Linked DNA regions of Sus scrofa: regions 1, 2, 3 and 5 are each linked to region 4. The links are chromatin contacts, called in public Hi-C and targeted proximity ligation maps. All regions are on one chromosome and are shown on one strand. The core of a region is the stretch at or near the end of the contact, and the rest is flanking DNA. Distances in the headings are between cores, read along the strand shown. Region 1 overlaps ASPRV1 (retroviral-like aspartic protease 1). Region 2 overlaps ASPRV1 (retroviral-like aspartic protease 1). Region 3 holds the start of C3H2orf42 (chromosome 3 open reading frame, human C2orf42). Region 4 holds the start of MXD1 (max dimerization protein 1). Region 5 holds the start of ASPRV1 (retroviral-like aspartic protease 1).

Region 1 (2,708 bases), core at 158-2,657, 150 kb before region 4:
CACAGTCAGAAATCACAAAATGGCTGGAAATTTATCTGAACTCTTGATGAAACTGCATTTACTTCATTCCGCCACTAGGTGATGAACAACTCGCAAACCCAGACTGCCAGGGAGGGTTATGTATAGGACAGTTTTTGTTTATACTTGGAAGTGCTATCACAAGTCACCTGTACAGTTTCATTAGAAGTGTTTTGGGGGGTGGAGGGGAAATAGGTCTTGTGTATTTTATAGTGGCTGTTTTCCATAGCTCTTTCTCAGCTTTGTTCCAGTTTTAAAATATTAATTTGGCTAGGACACTTTGATTTTTCTTAGAAAAGGGGCATGAATGGTACTTTCAAGGTCTGCTTATTTATTATTTATTTGTGTGTGTGCATTTGTATGTGTATCTTCGTGTATGAATGATGTCTTGGCTGAGTTTAGGATTCTTGATAGCAGTGCTAGTCTCTGCAGAGTATGCTACTTTCTTCTGTCTTAAGTTTCTAGTGATACAGGTGAAACCTCCAATGCCAATAGGAGTCTTTTTCCTTTGTAAGTAGTAATATTTTCTCTTTGAAAGTTTGTAAATTTTTTTCTTCATGCTGTTTCATCATGATATGCTTAGGCATTTTTTTTTTCAATAATAACTCTGCTTACTCTTTGAGGAACCTTTTAGACTTAAAACTTAAGTCTTTTTACTTAATTCAAGGAAGATTTTTTGCTTTCCCTCTGTCTGTTTCCAGCCTCCTTTACAGATGAAGAAACTGAGCCCAGAAAGTTTATGTGACTTGCCTAAGGATCATTTATGTAGTTTAAATGAATGTTAAGCAAATAACCTGACTCCTTTGATGAGATGCACTTTCGTTGTATATTGGTCTAGTGAGAAAGCTGTCATGAACTATTTGGAAGTTTTTTAGTGAGACTTTGCTAAGGATTCATGAGGAAATGAAGAAGGAAGAAGTGATAGAATTCATTACAATTAAAATATGGCCCATATGAAGGACTATAAGATTCAGAAGTCCCCCCTGGTATCCCAGTTTTTGGAGGTACCCCAAAGCTCTAAAACTTAATAAAGCCAGGACGTTGATTGAACACTTGGAGAATTAGCTGTTTAGTTGGCAGAAGTTGGATAAGCATGGTCATGCCCTGTTGTAAATATTGGAAAACATATAAATGGCATCTGAAGGCTTGGAGACAGACATCGTAAACTGTCTTATCAGTGGTCTGGTTTCTGTTTTGAGTTCCACCTTGGGACCCTTTTCTGCTGGGAACCACTTGTTCCTGGCCCTGTTGATCTTTGGATTTCCCCGGCCCTTCACTCCCTTTCAGTTTTGAAATGAAACCTACCCCAGAGGGTGAGGTCAGATACTGAGAGGACTTTGACAGCTCACACTGGATTGTTTTCTTTCCAGAGCTGTCTGGTATGTGACTTTGTGAGGTGTGAGGCGTAGCAGGCTCTGATATAGACTAATTGATGGTGAATCATCTATTGGGTAAGACCTAGGCGGTATCATCTCTTTGGGTGACCAGGAAAACATGTAGACCAAATACCTTGTCTTTCATCCCCAGAAAGTTGAAAGAACATAGTCATTAGAGATCTACCATGATCTTTGCCTTTGGTTTACTGAAAAAGGAAGGGCTTTATTTGAGTGTCTTTTCATTTGTAGAACCTTTTTTTTTTTTCAGGAATAACCATGTCCTTGGCTTTCTGCTGCTCCAGAAAGTTTCTTTTTTTTTTTTTTAATTTTTCCCTTTATTATTATTATTTTTTCCTTTTTTTTTTTTTTTTTTTTTTTTTGCTGCCCCAGGGCTTCTGGAGTTCCTGGACCAGGGATCAGATGCAAGCTATAGTTGTGACCTAAGCCACAGCTGTGGCAACGCCAGATCCTTAACTCACTGTGCCCGGCCAGGGATTGAACCAGTGCTCCCAAGATGCTGCCGATCCTGTTGTGCCACACTGGGAATTCCTCTCTCTCTCTCTCTTTTTTTGGCTATATCCATAGCATTCGGAAGTTCTTGGGCAAGGAATCAAACCGCAGCAGTGACAATGCTGAGTCCTTAACTGCTAGGCCACCAGGGACCTCCTGCTCCAGAAAGTTTCTGAACTGTTACGCTGTGCCTCCTGGAATTGCTGCTTCAATGTGGAGTGACTCCTCTAGATACCCCTAGACAACCGCCTACTATGTCCCCAACCCATTCACAGAATGCAGCTTCCCTTCTACCTTTTGCTGTACAGGTGGCCTCTGTCATATTATGGCACTTTGCTTGGAATCTTTATAAGTGGAACTGGCTACTTTTTCAGCTTACCCCATACCACTTTCCCATGATTTTGCCTTGGTGTCCCCTCAGCCCTGCAGAACTGCTTCTAGATTTTCAAATACCTTTTCCCCTTTGAGATTGCTGCTGCCGAGCAAGGCCACCTGATCCCTCTCCTTGAAGCTGGCATGTAAACTCATTCTCCTATATTTGTTTAGAAATTTGGTATTTGACCTCTCCTCTTGGGGTTCCGGCCCAGTCTAGGGAATCAGTGGCCAGACTTGGCCTGGGGCCAAGGATTCAGGGTAAAGCATGGAATTAGGGGGCATGGGCAGATGGCAAGCCAGAAGATCTGAACATCAGGGCCACTGGGGGGTGGAAGAAACAGAAAATTTATGTCTGAAGCAAAGGATGTCCCAATTTGTAGGCTTCCTCTTTTACTCACTTTTCAAAATTGAGTTATTTTTTAGAGCAGT
Region 2 (2,830 bases), core at 273-2,772, 180 kb before region 4:
GGTAGATCGATTGCTGTGTGCTTCAGTCATGTTAAAAAGCATTTAAAGTTTGTTCCTAAGAATGGGTTTTTAACTTGGGTGTTCTCTGCTGTGACAACCCCTTTGTTATGTCAGGGCAGGCATCTGTGATGTACCCCAAGTAAACACTAAGGTCTTTGCTGCCAAGCAGGCAGTTTGGCCAATTGACTAATAATGGGGGTTCTGGAAGCTAATGCATTTTCTTAACTAGGGCAAGTTACTAAATCAGTGCAAAGTGCCTGGCAAGTAGTCAGCCTTGTCAAAACTGGAGTCATTATTAGCATTATGTGGCTTTGTACTTTCACACTTCCTTGGGCAAAGTAGGTGTCCAATAAAAGTTCATTGGGGGAGTTCCCTCATGGCACAGCAGGTTAGGAATCTGGTGTTGTCACTGCCGTAGCTCTGGTTGCAGCTGTGGTGCAGGTTTGATCCCTGGCCTGGGAACTTCCACATTCCACGGATGCAGCCAAAAAAAAAGTAAATTGGATGAAGGGCATAGGGTAGACAGCATTGTCCAACAGAAATATCATGGAAGACACAGATGTGATTTTAATTTTTTTAATAAGCTACATTTTAAAAAGTAAAATGAGGAGTTCCTGTTGTGGCTCAGGGGTAACGAATCCGACTAGAATCCATGAGGATTTGGGTTTGATTCCTGGCCTTGCTCAGTGGGTTAAGTATTTGGCATTGTTGTGAGCTGTGGCGTAGGTTACAAACAGATCAGATCCTGAGTTGCTGTGGCTGTGGCATAGGCTGGCAGCTGCAGCTCCGATTTGACCCCTAGCCTAGGGACCTCCATATTGCCACAGATGTGGCCCTAAATAAATAAATAAATAAATAAATTTCTTAAAAAGTAAAATAAAACAGGTGAAGTTAATTTTAATAAAAAAGTTAATATATTCAAATATTAGTTCAACTTGGGGTCAGTATAAAATATTAATAAATTATTAATGATCTATTTTATACTTTTTTCCTTGTACTATGTCTTTCAAATCTGCTGTGCATTTGATCTCTAATTCAGAGGAGCCACATTTCCTGTGCTCACCAGCCATATGTGGCCAGTGGCTATATGTTGGGCAGCACAGACAGGTTCAATGTCTCCTTCATGTCCCCAAACCTGCATGTTGAAAGTGTCCATTAAATGTACTCTTCTGGTCTGTGCCTACCTCCTGACCCCTCCTCACAGAGGCATCCACACCTGCAGCCCTTCTCTTGTTCCAACTTGAGCCTGTTTTGAAAAATGTCACAATTCAGGGGCTAATACTGTAAACCTGGATTCTTGTGCGAGATCCTGTGGTTTCATCCTTGTTTTAGCTTGTCTACTTAACACCAGAAAATTGTGGCTGTAAGTGGAAAGTTACATTTTCTGCCTTAATTTTTACAAAAATATTTGTTTGACCCAAAAGGCAGCCTATCCAGAGGCAGGTGGGAAGTTCACAGGAGCCGCTTGTACCTGCTGCTCTTCCCGCCCAGGTCCCGCCCCACTGGGGGTGGGGAGGGCAGCCTACTGGCCTTTGCAGCCAAGCAGCATGAGTCATCCTGGTCACTTGTTCAGCCTCCCTTCCAGTCTCAGAGCCACTTTTGTTTTTCAGTTGAATAGGCAGTCTGAAACACACACACACACACACACACACATTCCTGCACCTGCACAGGCAGTGAACCAGGCCGGGGGCTTGGTTCTTAAGCAGGAAATTGTATTGTTTGCCATAATTACTATCATATTCCTGAACCTGGCCGTCCATGGCCATTCCGGGGGTCCCTCGGTCTCTCTGTCTGGGAAACTCTCTGTGGTTTAAGTCAGGAAGTTGGAGAGGAATTCAGATCCTGACCAAAGGGCAGAACAAGGCAGGAATCTCTCCTCTTGTGACCGGAGGGATACCTACAGCCCCCCAGGATTCCACCCCTTCCGCCAGGGCAGCTGGGCCTCTTCTTGACTGCACCTCCCCCCCGCCCCACCTTTTAGAGTCTCCATATGCACAAATGTACTTTTTGACCCCAGCAATTTTCAACTGTGATTGCACATTAGAATCGCCGGGGCAGCTTTTTAATTTTTTTTTAATGGTTGCACTTGTGGCATATGAAAGTTCCCAAGCGAGGGATTGAATTTGAGTTGCAGCTGTGACAACACTGAATCCTTAACCTACTGCGGCAGGCCGGGGATCAAACCCGCCCCTCTGCAGCAACTCAAGCTGCTGCAGTTGGATTCTTTACCCATTGAACCACAGTGGGAACTCCAGGGCAGCTTTTAAAATGCCTGATGCATTTTTTTGGTCTTTTTAGTGTTGCACCTGAGGGACATGGAAGTTCCAAGGTTGGGGTCAAATTGGAGCTGTAGCTGCTGGCCTACACTACAGCCATGGCAACTTGGAACCTGAGCCAAATCTGCGACCTATACCCTAGCTCACAGGGTCGGGGATCCTTAACCCACTGAGCAAGGTCGGGGATCAAACCCAAGTCCTCATGGATACTAGTCAGGTGTGTTACTGCTGAGTCTCAATGGAACTCCCCAAAAATGTATTTTCTTTTTTTCTTTTTTTTTTTGTCTTTTCTAGGGCTGCACCCACGGCATATGGGGGTTCCCAGGCTAGGGGTCTAATCAGAACTGTAGCTGCCGGCCTACGCCACAGCCACAGCAACGCCAGATCCAAGCTGCGCATCTTTGACCTACACCACAGCTCACTGCAATGCCGGATCCTTAACCCACTGAGTGAGGCCAGGGATCAAACCCGCAACCTCATGGTTCCTAGTCAGATTTGTTAACCACTGAGCCATGATGGGAACTCCCAAAAATGTATTTTCTAATAAAGTCTTC
Region 3 (2,700 bases), core at 64-2,563, 260 kb before region 4:
GCAGCCCTAAAAAAAAAGAAAAAAAAAAAACCTTATAAATTGAAATAAGCAAAATTGGAAAAATTTCCTGGAAAAAATGTGCCCACCTCCCCCTACCTCCAGTTTAAGAAACAACATAACAAACCTTAATCTTGGAAAAGTCCATTTGTCTTATTAATAGTTGAGAAGACTAAGGTTCTGCTAACTAAAGAATGTCACTCACCATCTGGTTCCACAAGGTTAAAGTCATTATCCACTGCAGTCACAGACTTTCAGTTTGCAGATTAGGATTGAGGTACTCTCTGCTCTGGGAAAACTGGCAAAACAGGACTTCAGATAAATATTTTCAGAAGAAGATTTTATGAATCCATTTTTTTGTATCTTCCCATACTTAGAAGAGCACTAAAATTACTAGCTAAGATAGCTGTGTCCTGTGACCAGAAGCAACCTTCTAACAAGATGTGTGCTTGATTGCACATACTCCTTCTCTTAGATATATGACCTCCCTCCATATCTTTTTGGAGCTCTTCCTCAGAACTATCTGAGAGGCTGTCTCTGGGCTTATAGTCTTATAACCCAGAATACAACTGAACCACAGTTCTCACCTTTTTATTTATTCATACTATTTCATGTGACAGTTCTCAGCCACCCAGTCCACAGTGCCATCACTAATAAGGAGCAGTATGAAAGCCAAAGGTGTAGGAAATCTCATTCCAGAGTTTTCCCACACACAGGCCTCACCCTTGACACATTTTAACTCATGAACTATTGTCAACAAAGAGTATTCAGATTTATTCTGTGTGATTCCAATAATCAAAACTAGGTCACACCAGAAGCCAATAACAACTCATTATAAGGGAAACATTCAAGTAATATGTCAGAGTGTAATTAAGGGAGAAAAAGATGACCTGATGCAAACACACAAGTGATAGAAACAACGAATTCTTTGGTGAACAAGACTCCCTTGACAGAACACTAAATCGCTCGCATCTGACATCTGCTAATAATGCAGAAAATCTAAGGAGATTTTTTTCATCAATGGTCAATGGAATTCTACTCAGACTTAGGACTCGCTCAGGCCTAAAACAGTGACGACTAATCCTAGAGCTCTGGGCTTCCAGCACCAGCAGGGTCGGCCAGAAGCACTCTAGGCACAGCAAAGAACCTAAACTGTACAGTCGTCAGGTCAGCGTAGATTCCACCATCGGATTCCGCAGCAATAGTCAGCTGGCTCCAAAAGGAGGAAACTACAACTCCCGTCAGACAACGCGAGCCCAGGTAGGCGTGCTCTAGCCGCGCGTGGGCGGCTCTGACCAATAGCGACTGTCGTTACAGCGAACAGTTTGGCCGCGTTTGTAAAAGGACGCGGCAGGAGAAGAGAGAGGAGGTGAGGGCGGTCATCAGCGTGGGGGCCTAGGGCCGCGGGGTGGGTTGCGCAGGGCAGGTAAGGGGGGCTGTGCTAAAAGAAGGGGGGTGCGGCTATGGGACAAGGACGTAGAGCCGGGAGTCCCGGCGCATAGCGTGTCCCGAGGGCAGGGTACCGGCCAGGTGATGCTTCTGCTCGGGCCTACTTAGGACCGGAAGTAAGCGGTCGCGCGGGGAGGCTGCCGGGAAGCTGGTCCCGGGTAGTGCGTCAAGGGGCAGGCGGTCCCGGAAGCCAGGTGGGAGGTGATCGTCCTGCAGGCCGCGTGACTGGGCTGTGGTCGGCTTAGCCCCGGTGGCCTTTCTCCATTATCCTGAGGCATCGCAGGGCAAATGGAAGCACCCCGGACCTGGAATTGAGAGTCCTGGCTTATGGTCCTGCCCTTTCCTCTCACTTGTGGTTTGACAAGGAATCCAGATTGCAAACTCACGTTAAGTTATCTGGAGACTGGCTGAGGGATGTTAATCAAATCACTACTTTCTCTGAGCCAACTTCTTCATCTCCAAGATGGGTAAAATAGTACCTACTTCACAGGATCGTGGTGAGCAATACATAGCAATACATGAGTAAATGCATGGGAAGGGCTTACTTGTACTCAGTAAACATTAGCAAGTTTATGTCTTATTCAAGGTGACCCTTTATTCTCTTCACTTACTGTGCTTCACAAGCATTAAACAGCATTCACCAAACTGTATAGCCCTGCAAAGAGTAACGGGCTGAAAACCCAGTAGTTCAAGGAATGTTCGTGGGGTAGCTCTTCCAGCCCCAGTCCCTTTAACGCCATCTGATTGAGGAGGCTGTTTAGTAAACTTGCTGGGGAAGAGGAGACCCTTTCTTAGGCAGGATTCAAATATAGGTTGTTTACAAGTTGTGTTACTTGTTTATATATGCTTTCAGCATAGAATCTAACAAGTAATACTAGTAACGGTTTAAAATTCAGATAGTACAAAACAGCGAATTGTACATCTCCCTCCCACTTTGTATTTTTCAAGTCCCCAGTCACTTCTTCTGAGACAACAGATTCTGAATCAGATTGAGAATGATTTTAGAACCCTATAAGTATATGAGGATGGGGGTTTGATCCCTGGCCTTGCTCATTGGGTTAAGGATCTGGCATTGCCGTAAGCTGTGGCACAGGTTGAAGACGTGGCTGTGGAGTAAGCTGGCAGCTGCAGCTCTAGTTTTCGACCCCTGGCCTGGAAACTTCCATATGTCATAGCTGTAGACTTAGAAATCAAAACAGTGGCGTTCCCATCGTGGCTCAGTGGTTAACGAACCCGACTAGTATTCATGAGGAC
Region 4 (2,700 bases), core at 181-2,680:
TTACTAATCTCACATGAAGTTTCCAGATTTTCATTCCAAAAGGGAAGAAAAGCAAAATTAAGTTTAAAAAAAGTTCATAAGGACAGAGAGAACATTTTCCTTTTCTTCTTTTTAGTCCTTTCAACCCAAACAGAAGGGCTTCCTCCAGTGCCTTAAGAGCATGTGGACATGACTGAGCCTGAATACCACTTCATTTACAGGGCTATCACTTCCATTCTGCAATTTGTATCATCCGCAGTATAATCTAAAAGAGAAAGGGAAATATTTACCAAATTACCTGCTACTGCTGTTGTTCTTCTTGGATTTGCTCCTCCGTTTTAAGGCATCTCTGTCCTTGTTATTGTATGGTAACATGGAGGCATAACCATGTTCAGCTTCTAGAAAACCGGAGGATCCAGTTAATGAATGAGCCCAGAACGTTCAATACTCTCTCCCCTCCCTGAGAAATTGATTATTTAATGAGAAATTGATGTATTTCTCATTAATAGAATATTGTGGAAATAATAAAACGGAACAAGGTGGAATTCTCAGAACAATGATTGCCTTTTTAAATTGAGTGTGAATACCCTCAGTTCGGAGCAGGTGGAAGGAGCATTCCAGCTGCTCATTGTTGAGAAAGACACAGCAAGTCCCATGGAGCCTGGGTTTCCCATTGGCAGCGTCCAGCAGGTTGGTGTGTAGTAAGTGGGACCAGCCTCAGGCGAAGGGGCAGGGTGAACACCGGGACTCAGAGCCGGAAAAGGAGGATGGGGGACAGGGGAGGCGCTGCCCCTCCGGCTGGGATACCCGGAGCCAGGTCCACTTGAGGGCCGGCCGGGACGGCCCTGGCTGAGGGAACCCCAGGCACCACACTCGCTACGGGGTGGGGAGGGGGCGACGCTCAGGACCCCGGGGACAGCAGCCCCTTTTCCACCCCCATTCATTGCCTCTGGGCAGTGGCGGCCTCCTTTCGGACCGCGCGTGGGGAGAGCTGGAGGGGTTGGGAGCGCTCGCGGTCGCGCTCTCAGCTCCTCCAACCACCCCCGGAGCGGCCGGGCGCCCAGACCCTCAGCCAGGCCTCTCAGAGCCCCCGGCCCCTGCTCTGGCCGGACCCCTCACGTCCCCGTGCACCTCTCTCCCGCCGCTCCAAGTAGTCCGCCGCCTCCAGCAGCATCTGGATGTTCATCCGAACCGCCGCCGCCATTCTGCACCGGGGGCCGGAGCCACGGGACCAACCCCCACTGCCCACGGGTTTGCCGCCGCCGGACACGCGCGCCCCACTGAGGACCCGGCAGAGCAGGGTTGAGAGAGCCTCTCTTGCGACCACGCTCGCCAGAAGGGGGAGGGGACCGGTGAGCTGGGCACCGCCGACACTGACAGAACCCAGAGAAGAGCAGCAGCCGCCACCGCCGCGGAGTGTTTATCCCGACTCACCGTCCCCCCGCCCCCAGCCCCTTCTCTTGACAGGCCCGCTTCGGCTGCGTTCCTCATTGGGCACCCCAGAGAATGCCCCGCCCATGGCCTTGTGCGATTGGGGGAGGGAATCACGGCCCCGCCCCCCAGAGTCCACTCCTCTTGTTGGTTGGTCACGCTTGACAAGGCCCGGGCTCCACCCCCTCTTCCCAATTGGTGACAGGACTCGCAACTCCGCCTTGTGCTCCTTCCCTGTTTTCCATTGGTTCTATACTGACAACCGGGGCCCCTTCTGCTTTGTTAGTATTGGCCAAGAGGTACAGAAAGCAAGCCACTTTGCCTGTCTCCCATTGGGGGAGCCTTCCGACACCGCCCAGCTATGATGACGTCGCCTTTCCCCAGGCCAGCGAACCCTGAACGGGTGGTGGTCAGCAGCCCGGCTACTCCTCCCCGGATCTGGCTTTGGCTGGAAGGGCTGACCCCGGCGCCGCAAGCCGCGCTGATTCACCGGCTGCCCCGGGGCGCGGCTCCACCCGGCTCCGCCTGTTGCCGAGACCTGTCTCCGGGGAAAAGTTTCGAGGACCTGCTGGGCAACCCTCAAGTGGAAGGTGGCGCCGAGCGTCACCTGGGCGCTGTGTCCCGCTCCGGTTCGGGGCCGGGTCCCTGGGTCCGCCGACAGCGACCCAGAGGTTCCAGACGTCCTGGGACTTGGGCGGCTGAGGGCACCGCAGAGAATCCCCTGAAGGGAGCGGCCCGCAGCCCGAGAACAGGGCGGTGGGCCTGAGACTCTGCCAGGCGCCACGTGGCTGTTGGGCTTGAGGGGAAAAGCCTGTCTCCTGTTAAATGCTCGCCGCCCAGCCTTTTCTCTTCTCAAGTGCTGGAATGGGGCAGCTGCATGCAGCGCTGGCCTCTCCAAAGGCACGACCCTCGCCGCAGGTGCTGCTAATTACTTCCTCACGCGAGTGGGTTTTAAAAGCTCGGAAACTTCCTATACCTGCAGGTTGACGTGGAATCCTGAGATTCTTTCATAAATATCTTCCCTTTTCTAGACGAAAACGTTCAAAAGAATACTTCCTTTTCGAGACGGCTATAAACGGTGTTTGTGTTGGGGGTGGTACCAATATAAATGTACATAAAAAACTTGAAGAATTGTTCCCTAAACCTATGACGATTCCTGAGATATCTCCATTTTAAAAAGCAGAAATAAAACTGTTGGTAAATTGAGAATCCTGAAGGTAGAAATGAGTGAAGCATGAACATATTTAACAAAGCTTTTAAAAAAAAGTTTATTGTTGTCAGTATATGAAA
Region 5 (2,727 bases), core at 189-2,688, 220 kb before region 4:
CAGGTATAGCCAAGAAAAAGTCTGGAATGATGTTCAGAGTTGCATTGACCTTTTCTAAACAGACTTTGCCAGGTCACACATGGCCCTAGCCGAGTACTGTACCCACTCCTAGACACCTTTGGGACACCATCAGCCTTGACCTCATTTCAGACTCTACCCATGCTATCAGAGTAGAGTGGTCCTAGTGCTCTTCAAACTCTGTACCCACCCATATACACACTCATCTGTATCATCCCCTGCATATCTCCTCCATTAATTGTTGGAATCTTACACTTCTGGGGACTGCCCAGCTACTGCCTTTCCATGCTGCAGCCACTTTGTATTCTAGTGTGAGCAGCACAAAACCCTTCATGTCTACGCAACTTTCTGTTGCACAGACTGATCATCCTCAGACTGAGTGTATTAATGGGTCTGAGAGAGAATCCATCTTAACTCCTCCAGGCAACATGGCTGGGCCCCTAACGTAATGGGCATCATGAGGACAACTTATTACTCCTATACCTAGAACACTTCGATTCACACCTGCCTCTACCAGAACTATCATCTCAACAGCTTGCTACTACTATTTGGAAGAATGACAGGCCACCCAAAAGTCCAGAAAATCTGACTCCCAAGAACTACCCACCTAAGTGAAGGTTTATAAGCCTGCCACCTGGCTTTCTCAAGGTACCAGATGCTATCAGCCCTGTGACTTTCTGGGCCAAGCCATTTCCAGTCACAAAAATTCACTCCATCTTTCACTGATTCCTGTTACATCTGGTCTGCTAATAACCTGCCCTTCCCTCCAACCCACATGTGCACACACTTGCATCCACACCAGCCCTGAGGCCTGGCCATATATAGTACAACCTGTGTATGTCATCCCAGGGGCACTCTTGTCACTGCCTGATCTGCCCTCTATTACAAGAACCCAGAGAAACCCTACTCCATCTGCTGAAGATGGGGGAATGGGCAGGGGCTGCCTTCCTCCAGTTCTTTGAATTAGGGACTGTCTCAAGCATAATACACACAAAAGTCACCTACAAAGAACAGCACTTGTGTCTACTTTTTTGGTGACTTATCCCAAGTTGGACTTGCTTAACCCCCTTAACCTAGTTCTTTCTTTTGTTAGTCTCTCAGATTGATTTCCTACTTTTCTTCCTTTGCATCTTGTGATATTTTTTGGTACTCCTTATATGATCCTCTTTTAAAACCTCCTTAAGTACCCTGCTCCCTGTCTGCCTGCCCTTCCACCATCCAGCTCTGCAAACTCCCTTCGTATCTTTCTACCATCCCACCTGCTTCACCAAGGGATTGGGATGGCGTTTATAAGATGGAAGAAATGCTGCTGGACTGCAGACTGCACTTTGGGTTGCAGGACCTAATACCTGTGCTGGTGCTGACCGCTACCTTTCGCGACTATTAACGGGAGAGGGCAGTGCTGCAGGCGGTGACCTCCGCAGTTAGGGGCCCTTAAGAGTAGCTATGCATTTCAAGGGAGTGTAATAGCGTGAGCTGCTTAAGGTGCGCTCCTGCCAAGTTGACCCAACACGTTCCTACGAACTAGTTCTAATCCCACGATACAGAAGTACAAAAAGTGTCTTCATCCATGTATGTTCCCTGAGGTTTTTCGCCATTCTCCCCAGCCCACCGTCCTACGGTTCAGATTTTAACCCCTGGGTTCAACGCCCCAACCCGTCAACACACTCTGCTACCCACTTACCAGAGTGGATAGCAGCAGAGCCATCTCAGACAAGCTATTTAACCCTCTGAGCCACAGTTTCCTCAGCTGGATATTATGCAGGGTAAATAAGATACTGTCTGAAACGCTTGTTATATACTAGCTATTATCCTTTCACCTATTGTTCTGCACTTCTCTCTTCTACCGTGTTTTTCTAACTTAGCTTTGGTGCTTTTTGTACCTCCCTAAGAACTTTGGGCTTAAAACCACAGCAAATCTCAATTTTGATTTAAGTAAAAAAAAAAAAAGGCTGGAAGTAAATATGAAGAGTATTGCTATTCCTTTTCTTCATATATTTTCTTCCCCCCCCACTTTGTTTTTCCTTTAAAGACCAATTTAACCCATTCGATACAAGGAAAGGTTACAATCTTAAAACAAGGAGCGAAATAATCAAGTTTCCACCCTGTGCTTAAAAGGAGACGATAAAGATGCGCAGGCGCGCAGAGCGAGGGCCGGTCACGCGGCGGTCGCCCCCTCGGCTCCAAGAGCTGACGTCAGTCACGTTCTCCTCTCGCCCGCGTCGACGCTTCCGGCCGGTTTGGGCTTTTCTTCCACCAGGCGGCGCTGCAGGACGTTGTGTGGCTGACGCCTCCTGCGCAGGCGCATTGAATTCCCGGACACGTCACCACCTTCGCGTCTTTTCTGGAGAGCGCGGGAAGGCGAGAACAGGAGGGCGGTGACGTCACCGGGGTTCCCCGCGTGGCACGCGGGGGCGGGGGGGTTGGGGACGTGGCGCGCGGCGTGGGGGTGGCGCCGAGCGCAGGCTCCGCTGGGGCTGACGGGGCCGCGCCTACTGCCGACTCTCCGGCGCTGCCTCGTGACCCGCTGTGGGGCCCGGGCGGGCCAGGGCGGCGGGCCGAGCTGCGGGAAAGGTGCTGACGGGGCGGGCTCGGAGAGGAGGGGTTCCGGCGGCCCAGCGCGAGACTCCTGAGGTCGTTAGCCGGCTAGGTCGCCCAGGCGTAACCTAGCCGCCTTCAGACCCGCTGGGAGGCCGGGCACCGACTTCC

Evidence for each region. Hi-C and Micro-C count contacts between places; a contact is called where the count stands out from the background.
Region 1: a contact with region 4 is called in a targeted proximity ligation map of alveolar macrophages. A contact is called at or near these places in 25 of 47 Hi-C or Micro-C datasets (adipose tissue, alveolar macrophages, blood and 13 more) and 2 of 2 datasets of targeted methods (alveolar macrophages and skeletal muscle).
Region 2: a targeted proximity ligation map of alveolar macrophages shows a contact between it and region 4. A contact is called at or near these places in 7 of 47 Hi-C or Micro-C datasets (embryonic fibroblasts, heart right ventricle, liver and 3 more) and 2 of 2 datasets of targeted methods (alveolar macrophages and skeletal muscle).
Region 3: a targeted proximity ligation map of alveolar macrophages shows a contact between it and region 4. A contact is called at or near these places in 6 of 47 Hi-C or Micro-C datasets (alveolar macrophages, epiblast stem cells, heart right ventricle and 3 more) and 2 of 2 datasets of targeted methods (alveolar macrophages and skeletal muscle).
Region 5: a Hi-C map of epiblast stem cells shows a contact between it and region 4, with 4 times the contacts expected there. A contact is called at or near these places in 5 of 5 promoter capture datasets (fetal liver, fetal skeletal muscle, liver and 1 more), 29 of 47 Hi-C or Micro-C datasets (alveolar macrophages, blood, brain and 15 more) and 2 of 2 datasets of targeted methods (alveolar macrophages and skeletal muscle).

Annotation. Positions count from the first base shown.
Region 1 is chr3:72,398,799-72,401,506 of Sscrofa11.1, forward strand. The region is part of intron 5 of ASPRV1 (retroviral-like aspartic protease 1); the gene reads left to right. Among named protein-coding and RNA genes, the nearest start is that of PCBP1, 20 kb to the left of the region's middle.
Region 2 is chr3:72,359,564-72,362,393 of Sscrofa11.1, forward strand. The region is part of intron 3 of ASPRV1 (retroviral-like aspartic protease 1); the gene reads left to right. Among named protein-coding and RNA genes, the nearest start is that of PCBP1, 19 kb to the right of the region's middle.
Region 3 is chr3:72,288,271-72,290,970 of Sscrofa11.1, forward strand. It overlaps C3H2orf42 (chromosome 3 open reading frame, human C2orf42), which reads left to right and starts at 1,314. Exons shown (of 10, transcript NM_001243818.1): 1 at 1,314-1,366.
Region 4 is chr3:72,543,872-72,546,571 of Sscrofa11.1, forward strand. MXD1 (max dimerization protein 1) reads right to left here and starts at 1,431. Exons shown (of 7, transcript XR_002342619.1): 1 at 1,111-1,431; 2 at 278-377.
Region 5 is chr3:72,322,520-72,325,246 of Sscrofa11.1, forward strand. It overlaps ASPRV1 (retroviral-like aspartic protease 1), which reads left to right and starts at 1,439. Exons shown (of 13, transcript XR_002342602.1): 1 at 1,439-2,592.